Regions from separate parts of the Danio rerio genome. Here region 1 is linked to region 2. The links are chromatin contacts, called in public Micro-C maps. All regions are on one chromosome and are shown on one strand. The core of a region is the stretch at or near the end of the contact, and the rest is flanking DNA. Distances in the headings are between cores, read along the strand shown. Region 1 overlaps dlgap1b (discs, large (Drosophila) homolog-associated protein 1b). Region 2 holds the start of dlgap1b (discs, large (Drosophila) homolog-associated protein 1b).

Region 1 (6,375 bases), core at 3,863-6,362, 160 kb after region 2:
AGTAAACCCAGAAAATTCAGTAAAAAGGCAATGAGTTTAGTGTATTTTTTCAAGTCAATTCAACTAAATGAATTAATTGATCAGTGAATCATGTACTCTGCTATTATTGTGCAAGTTTGCCATCGATGTGCTACGCTAGCTCCTAGAAGCTAAGTTTGAGCTAGAAGTCGAGTTTGCTTAAAATAACGTGAATTAGCACATTTCAAGTCAGTGGAAATGTGTGTCTTAATTAAACTAATTATACCAAATGAACTAATTTGTAACTGAGATTTTTAATTGATAAAAGCAATGTTCCTTTGGCTAAAACAAGAACTTGGCATTTCTTGATTCGTTTAAATAAGTATGAAACAAAATGAAAGATAATAATTTTAGCATTACTTAATTAAATCAGGAGTGTCAAGTTAAACATGAAGTAAATTTGACATGACATTGAAAAGCTAATTATACCTGATATAAGAGTAAAATGTACTTGAAATTTGTTTGTGCAAATTGTTACAAGGATTTTTTTAAAGTAAATTCTAGTGCTTTTTTTCAGTGCAAGATGTCACTCTTTTTCAAGATTCCCATAATGGGTGTTTAAATGGGAAGAATAATGGTGGTGTTTGCCATGTACCTTTGTGTAAATGAGCAGGCAGAACACATTCAAAATATATTTTTTATTTTGTGGCTAAAAATGCTGTTGTTTAAATGGACCCTATACAAAGATGTTGGGTGTAGGTGTGGCTCTTGCATTTCTATTACAAAATTGTGGAAACCTTTGCCATGTTATTTAAATTCACTTAAAAACAATTAGTATTTATTGTGTTTAAATGTTATGTGATTAAACTTGGTCACACTTTATTTTGATGGTCCGTTGGTTAAATTTAAGTTACATTGCATCTACATGCCAACTAATTCTCATTAGATTATAAATAGACTGTTAGGTTAGGGTTGGTGTAAGTAGACATGCATATGCAAAGTTTCTTATGGTCAGTTGTCTGTTGAAGGAGCAGTATCAACAGATATTAAGCAGACAGTCTGCTAATAATTAAATAGACCATCAAAATAAAGTGTTACCTTAAACTTGTCCTCTCGCAAAAAAAAATCATAGCAATCAATATATAAGGTTTACTCATATTGAATTAAGATACGTAGGTGTGTAAGACAACCATAGATATAAGGGCAGTCCCTTTGTACTTGGGAGCAGCCACAAATACACTTTTCAGGGGAATTACTGTGTGCAAGATTTCACAGAGAAACTATTGAATCAGAATTTCTGGATGAACAGATTTCTACAGTACAGCAGTGCAATAGGGCCGCTTGTTGAGGCCAAGGGAGCTATTTTCTACAAATGCCATGTGATAGTAAATACAGAAAAAAATCCTTCTGTTGTGATTTTGCTAAACATACACCTTATCTGTTCCATTTCTTTTTTTTTTCATGAATTATTTGAGTAACTTATGTTACTTGTTTTTTTAAAGCACAACGAAGTGGCCTTATTATCCTTACAGGTCGTTCATTAAATATTAAAAAGCAACTTATTAAAATGAAAAGATTACTTTCAGCCTACAGTACAACCAATAACCCCAATAGTCTTCCCACATCAATATTATTGATGTGTTGAGTACTACTGTATTGCAGGGAATGAAAAAAGAAAACCCCCCAGAGTAAAAAATCCTCAAATAAGAATTAAAAGAAATGTATTCAAATGAGCTTTGTGATTATAATGTTGCATTAATTTCATGACAGATAAATAATGTTTCTTAAGAAACAGTTTTGTACCTTTGTAAATGTTGTACATTATATGGTACAGAAAAAACCTCCTATGAGAAATGAAGGCACACAATTGTTCTTATAAAAAAGGTACATAAGTGTTGGACAACTTCTTCTTTATTACAATATCTATGAAAATAATTATTTCTGGGAAAGCAATTTTAAAAGCATATGTTTAAAGAAACCCATAAACATTGATTATTAATTTCTATAATACAAAACAACTGGTAAAACATAAAACTATAGGTATATACCTAAACATTTAAGCGATTTTTTTTTTTAATAAACATTTGGTAAGCACTTTCTAATAAATACATTTTCATTGTAGATATCCCCAACTTTTGGTGTTCGCTTTACATGTGAGCTGGCAAAAGTCCTGCATATGCAAAGCGTTCTTGCAGACATTTTAGTAATATTACAATTAAATTAAAAATATCTTGTACACTATTTTGCATAATTCTGTTTCTAATTAATTGAGTAAATTGAAAACTGTGCATTTACACAAAAATATTTTTTTTTTGTAAACTGAAACTAAACTGTTTGATTGTTTTATATTTACTGAAAATAAATTGACACATTTTGTATAAATCAAAAGGCCTTTAAATGGTTCTTAAAGGGACACATTTGACACTGTTGAGGTACAAAGTGTCTTGTCACTGTAGTGTTACCCTTGTGGATCAGATTTGTACCTTTGATGAAGGTACAATATTGTATCTGCAGGTTTTAAAACCAAAGGTACATTTTGGCTCCCCATCGTACAAATCATGTCCTTAAAGGTATGACGGTACTAATTACTTTCTTTGTCTTAGGGTGCAATTCTGTTCCATGAAAAGGTACTGCCCTAGTGACAAGGGTTTTTACCTTCTTTGGTACAACATTGTACCATTTTGTCTGAGAGTGTAGCACAGATTTATTGTTTTAAATTAAATGCTTCAGTTCCCCAAACCAGAAATGCAACCCTTTATTTTAAAATGCAGTAGTCATGTGCAGAATGGTGGATTATTATTATTTTTTTGTGCAAAATATAGGTATTTTTGCTACATTTTTGCATTTACAGTGTTTGTCAATCTGAACTTTTAATTTATAAAATTAAATCTCGATTGTGCATTTTGCATCCTGATTGTGCACTTCCATTGTCAATCAATCTCTGTGCCGTGTCTCCTGTATACAGAATGCGCTCAGCTTGCCAAATTTACATAAATCTTTGATCGCTCGCAGTGTGACTCTGAAGTGCTGGACTGTATGTACTGTATGCAATTTTTCTCCCCAACAAACCCCACAATGTTGACAAAACCTGCACAGACGGTGGCACCCAAAAGGCAGAGGAAGGTAGAAGTTTGGAGTATTTGGAGTATTCTGGACAAGCTAAAAGAAGGTAGAAGTTACGCGGCTGCAGGGCACCATTATGGAATGAATTAATCTTCGGTTCGTTACATAAAGAAAGAGCTTACATTCTATGATACTGAACTTATTTTTGTATGAAGGTTTGACAGTGGTTAAACAAAAAAAAAAAAGAAAATGGTACAAATGTTAATGCCTGTCAGAGAAAGGTAGTGTGTAGTGAGGCGTTTTATTGTCTTAAAACATCTATAAAAATTGTAAAAAAAAAAAAATTAGGCTGACTTCGCGGATTTCGTCTATTGTGGGTTATTTTAAGACCACTGTACCTTGCTGGAGTTTAAGAGGTTTTATTGCAACAAAGTTTAGTGAATATTGGTTTAGCTGTTTACAACAGCCGTTTTATTGATTGGTCTTCTGGACTATTGCATATCGTTCCCTGATTCTCCAAGCCTTTCTCACATGACTGTTAAAAAGGTGGTAGATGGCAAATGTGGATGCTGGAAAATTCAACGCTATCTCACGGCAATTCGTAACTTAGTGGCTAATTTGTATGAATTCCTACAATCTCATTTGTACAATTTAGTACGATTTGCTAAATTTTCATACGACAGAAGTCTTCTGAATGAATTAGCCACTAAACTGACAAAACATAAAATAGTTGCAATATCTTGTTTGGATCAGGCTGGGAAAAATATGAGTGTGTGTGAGTGGGAATGGTCATGTATCGTCATGTAGCTTTTTCAAGTGTATAGTGTGGACCATGACTGTATTATTCTTGAATGCAGTAAAAACACCAGTCTGTACAAGTGTGTTTTTATATTAAAATGCTGTATCAAAACAAAAACACACTACTAGTGTAAATGCCACCTGACTGCGGCCCCCTTTGCTGTTTTTATTTTTTATCCAATCACATCTCACTTTTGTCCCATGTTTCCACTTCCTTTCCATCCTCAAATCACAAGACTCCTTTCACTGCTTCATTTCTGTATAATCCAATCTCACCTTTTCTTTCTGTCATGCCCTACACTTGTAGTAAAGAAAGAGCACTAGTAATGCAGCCTTTCACTTGTACAGATTTCCTCCCCTCTGCACTCTTTTATTTTCTGCTCTGTTATCTGTATTAGTGTGTTAAAGCTTTGTTGAGAATGATGCAGAATGAGCATTAGAGACTGAATTAAATTAACCATCCATTAAACTTATATTGTTAAACTGACTTAAAACAGCTTGAGTAACTTAGAAAATTAAGTTAGAACATGATTAACTTAGTTTAATAAGTTACAATGACCTAAAAACATACGCTGTCAGGACTAAGTGACAATTTTTTACAGTGCGGACACAGCTTATTCAGTTTAATTTATAAAATACTAATAAAATATGAATAGATTCAGTCAAACTGTGTGAAAACATATTCATTTTCATTCTTGAAGACTTTTTGAAATACACGTGTAGTTTAGTTTTTTTATTTAAAATTTGACAGGACAGGGCACTGCAGCACAATTCTTTGAAATGGGTCAAACACACACTTAAATCAATATTTAACTAATAAAAATACTACTATATAACATAATACAATAATTAAAAAAACATCAAACTCTATGAATTATGCGTAATCTATACAATTTAAGAGCATGAGGAATAACGGAGAGGGTTTACTGTCAACCAATAATATTCCAGACACATTTTAATATGACTATTTGCATGACTAACAATACATCCTTAGGCTCAATGACAACTTGAAATTATTTTCTAAACCTGAACTTATTTTCAAATATTTCCCCAGTCTCGCTGCAGCAGGTTCTTAAGTTTCTTTGGTTTTATAGTCCACTGTTTTAGTATAATACAAATTTATTTTTAAATCTATTTTACGATCCTCACATAAAAACAATAGTGTCAAAAACCCACTGTCACAACAATATCCACAAAATATCTCTTGAATGTTGTTGGTTTGACTGTAAATCCCACGTCAGAATGGTATAGAGCTGTTCTTTTGACAGTGTTGCGTTGTCTCCCTCTGCAGGTGAGTGAGGTGGAGGTGAACGGGCAGATCGAGGCCGTGTGTGAGAGTGTTTTCAGTGAGATGGAGTCTCAGGCTGTAGATGCTCTGGATCTGCCAGGCTCCGGATGTTTCCGCATGAGGAGCCACAGTTATGTGCGGGCCATCGAGAAAGGCTGCTCGCAGGAGGAGGAGGAGGAGAGAGCGACACGTCAGGCCATTTTACCTCCGCGGACTACAACTACTGTCAGAACCATACAGAGCAGCACAGGTATGAGCACAACTCTTTCATAAATCTAATCATGGCCAATGACACAACGCTCAGATTGTTTTTCAGCCTTATTTAATGAAGTTTACACTGACTTGAGTACACCTTTTTTAGAATAATAATAATAAGACATTTTATTTATAGTGCGCTTTTCTCAGACACGGAGCATGCAAGGCATACAAGGCAAGCAGTAAGAAAGGAGAACAATAAAGACAGTTTTAAAAAAAAAACACGACAATAAGACAATAAAATATGAACAATAAAATTGAATGATCAAATTGACAAAAATAATCAACTTAAGTTAAAAACAATGGTAAAGGTGAGTCTTGAGAGGTTTCTTAAAGCATTACTGATGCTGATGGGTAGACCATTCCATAGCTTAGGCATATTGTACGAAAAAGCTTGACCACCCATGGTCTTTAGTTACAACATGGCTCAGTGTACGTCCAGATGGAAAACGAAGACTGCCTGGTGGAAGTGGCGAGAGTTACCAGGTCACAAATGTATCAGCAGGGCCAGAGTGGGACTCCTTTTCAGCCCAGGAGTTTCAAGCCTTAGAGCAGCCTACCTCAGTTCACGACTGACTATATTAAAATAATGTCATTTCCAATTCAGTTTCTAATGACACTATCACGTCTCTTTCAAGAAAACATCTGCTTTAAAACTTCAAATGTTTTTCATAAATATGAGAACATTAAAAGGTAGCTAAATCTCCAGCACTATTCTTTAAAACAGCACAATGTCCTTTCCTGCAATATCTAAATATATATTATGTGCAAAATTTTTTATAGATACGGAGTCCTTTGTAACGGTGGTTACACAAAAAACTAAATACGTACACCTACATAAGTAAACCAAACAGCATTATATGTCTTAACACTAAAAATGAAAAAAAAAAAAACTAATTGTACTCGAATGAGGTTCAAATTCGGGTTGGCGGCAGCGCAACGTAACGTGCTGACCACTGAACCACAATAGTTCTGTTATGCCAGTTTGTTTGGAATAAAAAATAAGTATTGCA
Region 2 (6,254 bases), core at 772-3,271:
ATATGTACATATCTGCAAATTGCACCCTGACCATACACACCAAATTCAACACACCAATTTCATAGTAGAGACTCCAAGACCTGAAATGGATCTTCAGGATCAGGATTAGGAAAAGAGGCAGCAGGTTTTAAACTTTAGGTTTATTAAATAAGGTTTATTATTATTATTTATTATTAAATAATATTATTATAATATTAACTAATATTAATTAATAATAATATTATTATTATTTATTATTAAATATAGGTTTATTAAATAATCAGACACAGAAAAAAAATTCTAACAAGCGTTAAAAACAAACAAACATGAAGAATAAAGTTATATTAAAATATGTACATATCTGCAAATTGCACCCTGACTATACACACCAAATTCAGCACACCAATTTCATAGTAGAAACTCCAAGACCTGAAACGGATCTTCAGGATCGGGATTAGGAAAAGAGCAGCAGGTTTTAAAACTTTGACAGAAGAACTAATGTGTTTCTTTTGAGCGATGATTTAAAAAAAAATTAAATAAGATGACATGCAAAACGTGAAGTGGGTCTCCAAAATTGGGAATCAAGCAACCATGAAATCAAATTTGAAATTCCTAATTCCAGCTATAAGAGAAAACATTCTCTTTAGTGATTGCACTGTTTTTACAACTTTTTAAAAAATTGTTATAGATGATTGATTGTTAAAGAGTGAAATAAAAACATAATTTAAAAAAAATAATATGTAAAATTTGAAAATGTTAACAATAAATAACCAAGATCTTAATAATCAGAAATAAGCCACTTAATAGTGAGAATTTAAAATTAAAGGGATAGTTCATCCAAATAAATATGTAATTATGTCAGCATTTACCATTTGTTTTAAACCTTTATGAGTTTCTTTCTTCGGTTAAACACAAAATAAACTCTTTTTTTTTTTTTAAATGCATGTAGTATAAATAATGTAGTATTTATTTTACCTACGGAAGTCAATGATTTTCATCTTTCTTCAAAATATCTTGAAATGTGTTCAACAAAAGAAAGAAACTCAAAAAAGTTTGTAACCTGAGGGAGAGTAAATAAATAGTGAGTACATTATCATTTTGGGTGAAATATCACTTCAAAGTATTTCAAAGTATTATTGAAAACGATAGCCACAAATCAATGGACTAGACATTGGAAAGATATTTTGTCCAATGATATTTCCATAACACTTTATATTCACAAATGAACTCATGTTAGTTCTTGATTAGTACATGCTTTGACTCATATATTTCCCTATAAAGTAATGTTTAGTTGACATATTATTACATCACTATCCATGTACTCTTATTGTAAGCTGTTATCAATATTTCCAAAGGAAAATATGCATATTTTTTATTTCTTAAGTTGTTTATTTATTTATTTATTTATTTTTAAAATGAATGACTTGATAGAAAATTAGGAAATAATTATACATATATATATATATATATATATATATATATATATATATATATATATATATATATATATATATATATATATATATATATATATATATATATATATATAAAAATAAATGTCATCTTTATTCACAAAACATAATAATAACTGTAGGTCATTCAGGTCAAAACACGTGTAATACGGTATATAAACACGATATATAAACTTTCGAACTGGGTAATTAACAATATTAATCATCTGTTATGTGAAGCTTATACAGCACAGTAAAATACTACATAATAGAATACTAAATACATTATAACAGCTGTGAAAGCTCTTGTTGATTATTTTTTTCACCGAGAGGTGTGACTTTAGTGAGGAAAATATAATGTACAGATCATTCAGACAAACTGAGGGATGAGGGTTGAAATATTTTATTTTCTATTATTTTCACCATAGTGGAAGATTATCATAATTCAAAACGCTGTAGTCTCTCGAGAGGACAAATGTGGGAATGTAGTCTGCGCGCAGGACCAACTGGACCTCCTGAATCCATTCCGCAGTTTGTCTGTGTCCGGCTCTTTCCTCCGCGCCGCTGATGCTACTGCAGGACTGTGCGCGCAGACGGTGAAGCGCGCGCGGCAGTGAGAGGACTCGGCAGCAGGGGGACCTCCTACCCACCGCAACCAGGGCTTTAATTCCGTTCTCTGCAAGACCCCAACGGAGTCCACCGCTGAGATCCACACAACCCGCACGGTTACGGATTAAATGCATTTAACAATCTGTTTCCCCGAGAAAACTGTGTTTATCTGCGCCGTAAAACTCTCAAGGTAAGAAGCGTGCGCGTAATTGACAGCTTAATTTCATGTGCAATTGTTGGACGCGGTGTGTGCTTTGCCTGGCTCGCGCGCCGGTTTGAACGTAGGCTACTGCGAGGATGATTTCCACAACGTAGATTAAAAGCATGTGTCAGTTGTGTCATTATGTGTTATTGTCTCATCCCTCACTGTTTTATCTTGTGGGAAGCGCTTTAATTCTCAACATGTCACTGCCATCGATCCTAGGGCTGCGGGGAATTGGACCGCACTCAAGTGACCATAAGGTGCGACAGTGAACTGTTGATTGTGAGGCTGCCTGAGTCTTGGCGTTTAATTTTAGACGTAGAACAGCATGGATGTGTTATAATAAACACAACAATTGACTTTTGAAGTGATCGGGTTTCATTTACGCTTTTACAAGTTCACGCATATACAGGCAAATGGATGTTATTACGCACGGATCGATACGAGTGCACTAAACATAACATGTCATGGTAAATAAATCGTCCTGTTTAGAACACATGAACTGCATCTAATCAAGTCAATTATGACGTAACGTAGTATTGTTTTGTAGCGCGTAAATGCGCAGAGATGCGTGTGTGAATGCATAATAAACTGCATGTGTTCTGTTATTCATATATTCAAAAAAATAAACAAATAAAAATAAACAATGGACAAAACTTCACATGTAAGCTTAAATAGTAAATATCCTTTCCATAAATGTTATAATCTAAAAACCACAAATAACATTTCAATAAGTCAACATTTAATGATTTGTGGATTTTATAATTTACAATTTTGTTTGGAATTGATTTCTGTGATTTAGTTGAAGGAGCTACTAAAAATACATAAACTGCAATATCCATGCATAAACTCAGTAACATTAAAAATCTAAACCAGTCCTATCAGTTTAGGACAACATTATTTGAAATGCTAACTCAGAACTGGAAATTCTGTCATCATTTACTCATCCTTTAATTGTCACAAACCTGTTTGAGTTTATTTTTTAGCATAATTTTGTTTGTGTTTAAGTGAAGGAGCTACAAAAATATAAAGTGCAATATGCATGCATGAACTCACTGAGATTGGAAACCTAAGCGGTCTTATCAGTCAACATTCTTTAAAGGGATAGTTCACTCAAAACTGGAAATTCATTTACTCACCTTTTACTTGTCACAGACCTGTTTGACTTAATTTTAATTTATTTTTGAACACAAAAGAAATTATTTTGAACATGTTGAAATGGTAACCTTTGACTTTCATTGTGTTTTTTCTTACCATGGAAGTCAGTGGTTACTAGTTTCTTTAAAATATCTTCTTTTGTGTTCAGCAGAACTAGGAAACTCATGAAGATTTGGAAACATTGGTGAGTAAATTGTAAATTTTTGTGTGAACGTTCCCTTTAAGGTTTTTATTTTTTATTTTTTATATATATATATATATATATATATATATATATATATATATATATATATATATATATATATATATATATATGTATTTTTTTTTTTTTACTATTGTAAACAATAGATGTATGGCAGTGAATAGGGCTTCCTGAGTATTGATTGTTAGGCATTTTGGCCAATTTATAATATAGTTTTTGGGTAAATTTTGTTTATACGACAAAAATGAAAATAGCAAAACTAGTGGAGTGGAGTGGATGTGCACATGCAATTTTTATTTTATTTTAAAGGGCTCCATAAATCATCTTTTGTAAGCTGTTTAGACAGAACTGTGGAAATATACAGGGTGAGCTATTTATATGGATACACCTTAATAAACTTATTGGGAATTTCACAAGAAAAACAATGGTGTGCTTGGTTTTAAACGTAGCTTTATCTTTCATGAGTTATTTACAAGCCCCCTCACATACAGTAGACTAATGTGCCACAAACAGGACGTTAATATCACCAACCATTCCCATTTTATTAAGGTGTATCCATATAAATGGCCCACCCTGTAGCATGTCCACAGACATATGATATAAAGACAATAAGTCCCTTTTTTATGTCCTGATGTTAAAATAGGATCCAAATCCCTCCCATTTCAAGGTCGACTGCAATGTGACATAGGAGTGTTGTTCCCCACCCACCGAGTTGATTGACAACTGTGTAATAACATGTCTATGTAGTAACACACACTTATAATTGTATCAACATGACATGACGTGCGCAAAGCAACCAGGAAAATTAACTGTTCATCTCTCTGTGATCATCAATCATCATCCAATGTAATCAAGAATGAAGTTTACAAGTTTTTAAAACAGTGCATGTCGGCCCCAATAGCCTTGTGGTTAGTTTTGTGTTCACAGCATATATATCCTTACAGTATATGTAAATCCATACAGCTGTGGATATTAACATGTATCCTGTCACATTTGCCATGCTAAAACAGTGCAAAGTTGAAAGTGCACACTGTGTGTGTGTGTGTGTGTGTGTGTGTGTGTGTGTGTGCGCATGTGCATGAACTTTGTGACAACATTGTGTGTGACTCATCATTGCAGAAAGACTTGAATTAACTCCACAACAAATACATCAAATAATCATTGGGAAAGTTCTTACTGTAGTATTTCTTGTTTAATGTTTTGTGAGATCTGCTTCCTTCATGTCTGTCACTGTGTTGTTTATCTGACGTAGCCGAGGTGGAGATTGAGGCACACTCTGACAGGCAAATGGGGAACGGTGGGCGGGGAGAACCAGCATTAAAGGCACAGGCAACAAAAACAACTACATTGTGTTCAGAGTAAAAAAAAAAAAATCCAATACTCTGAAAGGTATCTGATGGGTGTTTTGTGCTGAAACTTTACAGACACATTCTGGAGACACAAAAGACTCATCTTAAATCTTGAATAAGGGGTAAAATAGGTGCCCTTTAAGTGACATCACCAACTATTTGCCTTTTTTATAGTGAAGAAAAAGTATGTTGTGTAAATGTACCCGATAGTGCTTTAAAGATGTGGATTGGGAATTAGATTTATGGAGTAGCGTTGTCTTTTCCTTTGTAGATGGTTGTTATGGAAAATGGATCTGAAAGAATGAGGAAGTAAATGAATAAAATATATGAGAGGGTCCTAAAGGATATAAATAGAAGCACAAGAACACATGTTCACTATCATCAAATAAGCTTCCCATTGATTTTTTTATCACCCTGCTGGCCAGGACTGATTTGCTCACTGAAGTTGAGCCTGGTCAGTACCTGGATTGGAGACCTCCTGGGAACACTATACAGTAGTTTGCTGCTGAAAGAGGTCGGTTTGAGGCTACTAGTGGTGCTTGCTTTGTCAGGCTGGGTCTTAATGCCTTAGTTTGATGATGCTTTTTCCATATTATTACTATCCTTTCGCTGAGGTATTAAACTAAGGGGTCCCACTTTATATTAAGTGGCCTTAACTAATATGTACTTACACAGGAATTAATAGTTTGTTACATGTATTTACTGTGTACTTATGCTTGATTAAATACATGTATGTAATTACATCTGTAATTAACTTTTGTAATTACATTTGTAAATACACTGTTGACCATCCCTAATACTTAACCCACCCTTAAACCTACCCATGCCACCAAACTTGTCCATTGCCCAACCTCTATCCCAACTCAATAGCACCAAAAGTGTTCTTAAATACATTATAAACACAGTAAGTACATTGTATTTATTTTTTGATGTAAGTAGATAGTAGTTAAGGACACTTAATATAAAGTGGGACCAACTAAGGATCTGAATCTCTGTGGTCATTAAAATCCTATAGTATTTTTTGTGAAAAGTGTAACCCCGTTGTCCAGGTCAAATTCCCTCCACCGGCCCTTATCAGTCATGGCCTTCTAGCAAAGCTTAAAGTGGGTCATGTACTAAGTGAAATGCAGCATTCTTAAAACCTGAACATAATATATTATGTATAGTTTGCCCTTTCTCTTTCTTTGTTGCTGTTTTTAAAATACCTTGACTCAAGCTCTTTGATGCTACTCAATGAATGAATCAGAACCTGTGTATTATGATGATTAGATTCGGATTTGGACTTCCTCTTTGGTGTGTGATAA

The links. Hi-C and Micro-C count contacts between places; a contact is called where the count stands out from the background.
Region 1: a contact with region 2 is called in a Micro-C map of caudal fin, with 6 times the contacts expected there. The contact joins the enhancer-like site here to the promoter of dlgap1b in region 2. A contact is called at or near these places in 2 of 18 Hi-C or Micro-C datasets (caudal fin and an unstated tissue) and 1 of 4 datasets of contacts at active chromatin or transcription factors (embryo).

The regions. Positions count from the first base shown.
Region 1 is chr24:9,545,004-9,551,378 of GRCz12tu, forward strand. It overlaps dlgap1b (discs, large (Drosophila) homolog-associated protein 1b), which reads left to right. Exons shown (of 13, transcript XM_073941580.1): 7 at 5,111-5,357. Among named protein-coding and RNA genes, the nearest start is that of tgif1, 97 kb to the right of the region's middle. Within about 2 kb of position 5,113, at least 4 of the 62 cell types and tissues checked have an H3K27ac peak or open chromatin away from gene starts, as enhancers often do.
Region 2 is chr24:9,383,726-9,389,979 of GRCz12tu, forward strand. dlgap1b (discs, large (Drosophila) homolog-associated protein 1b) reads left to right here and starts at 2,022. Exons shown (of 13, transcript XM_073941580.1): 1 at 2,022-2,229.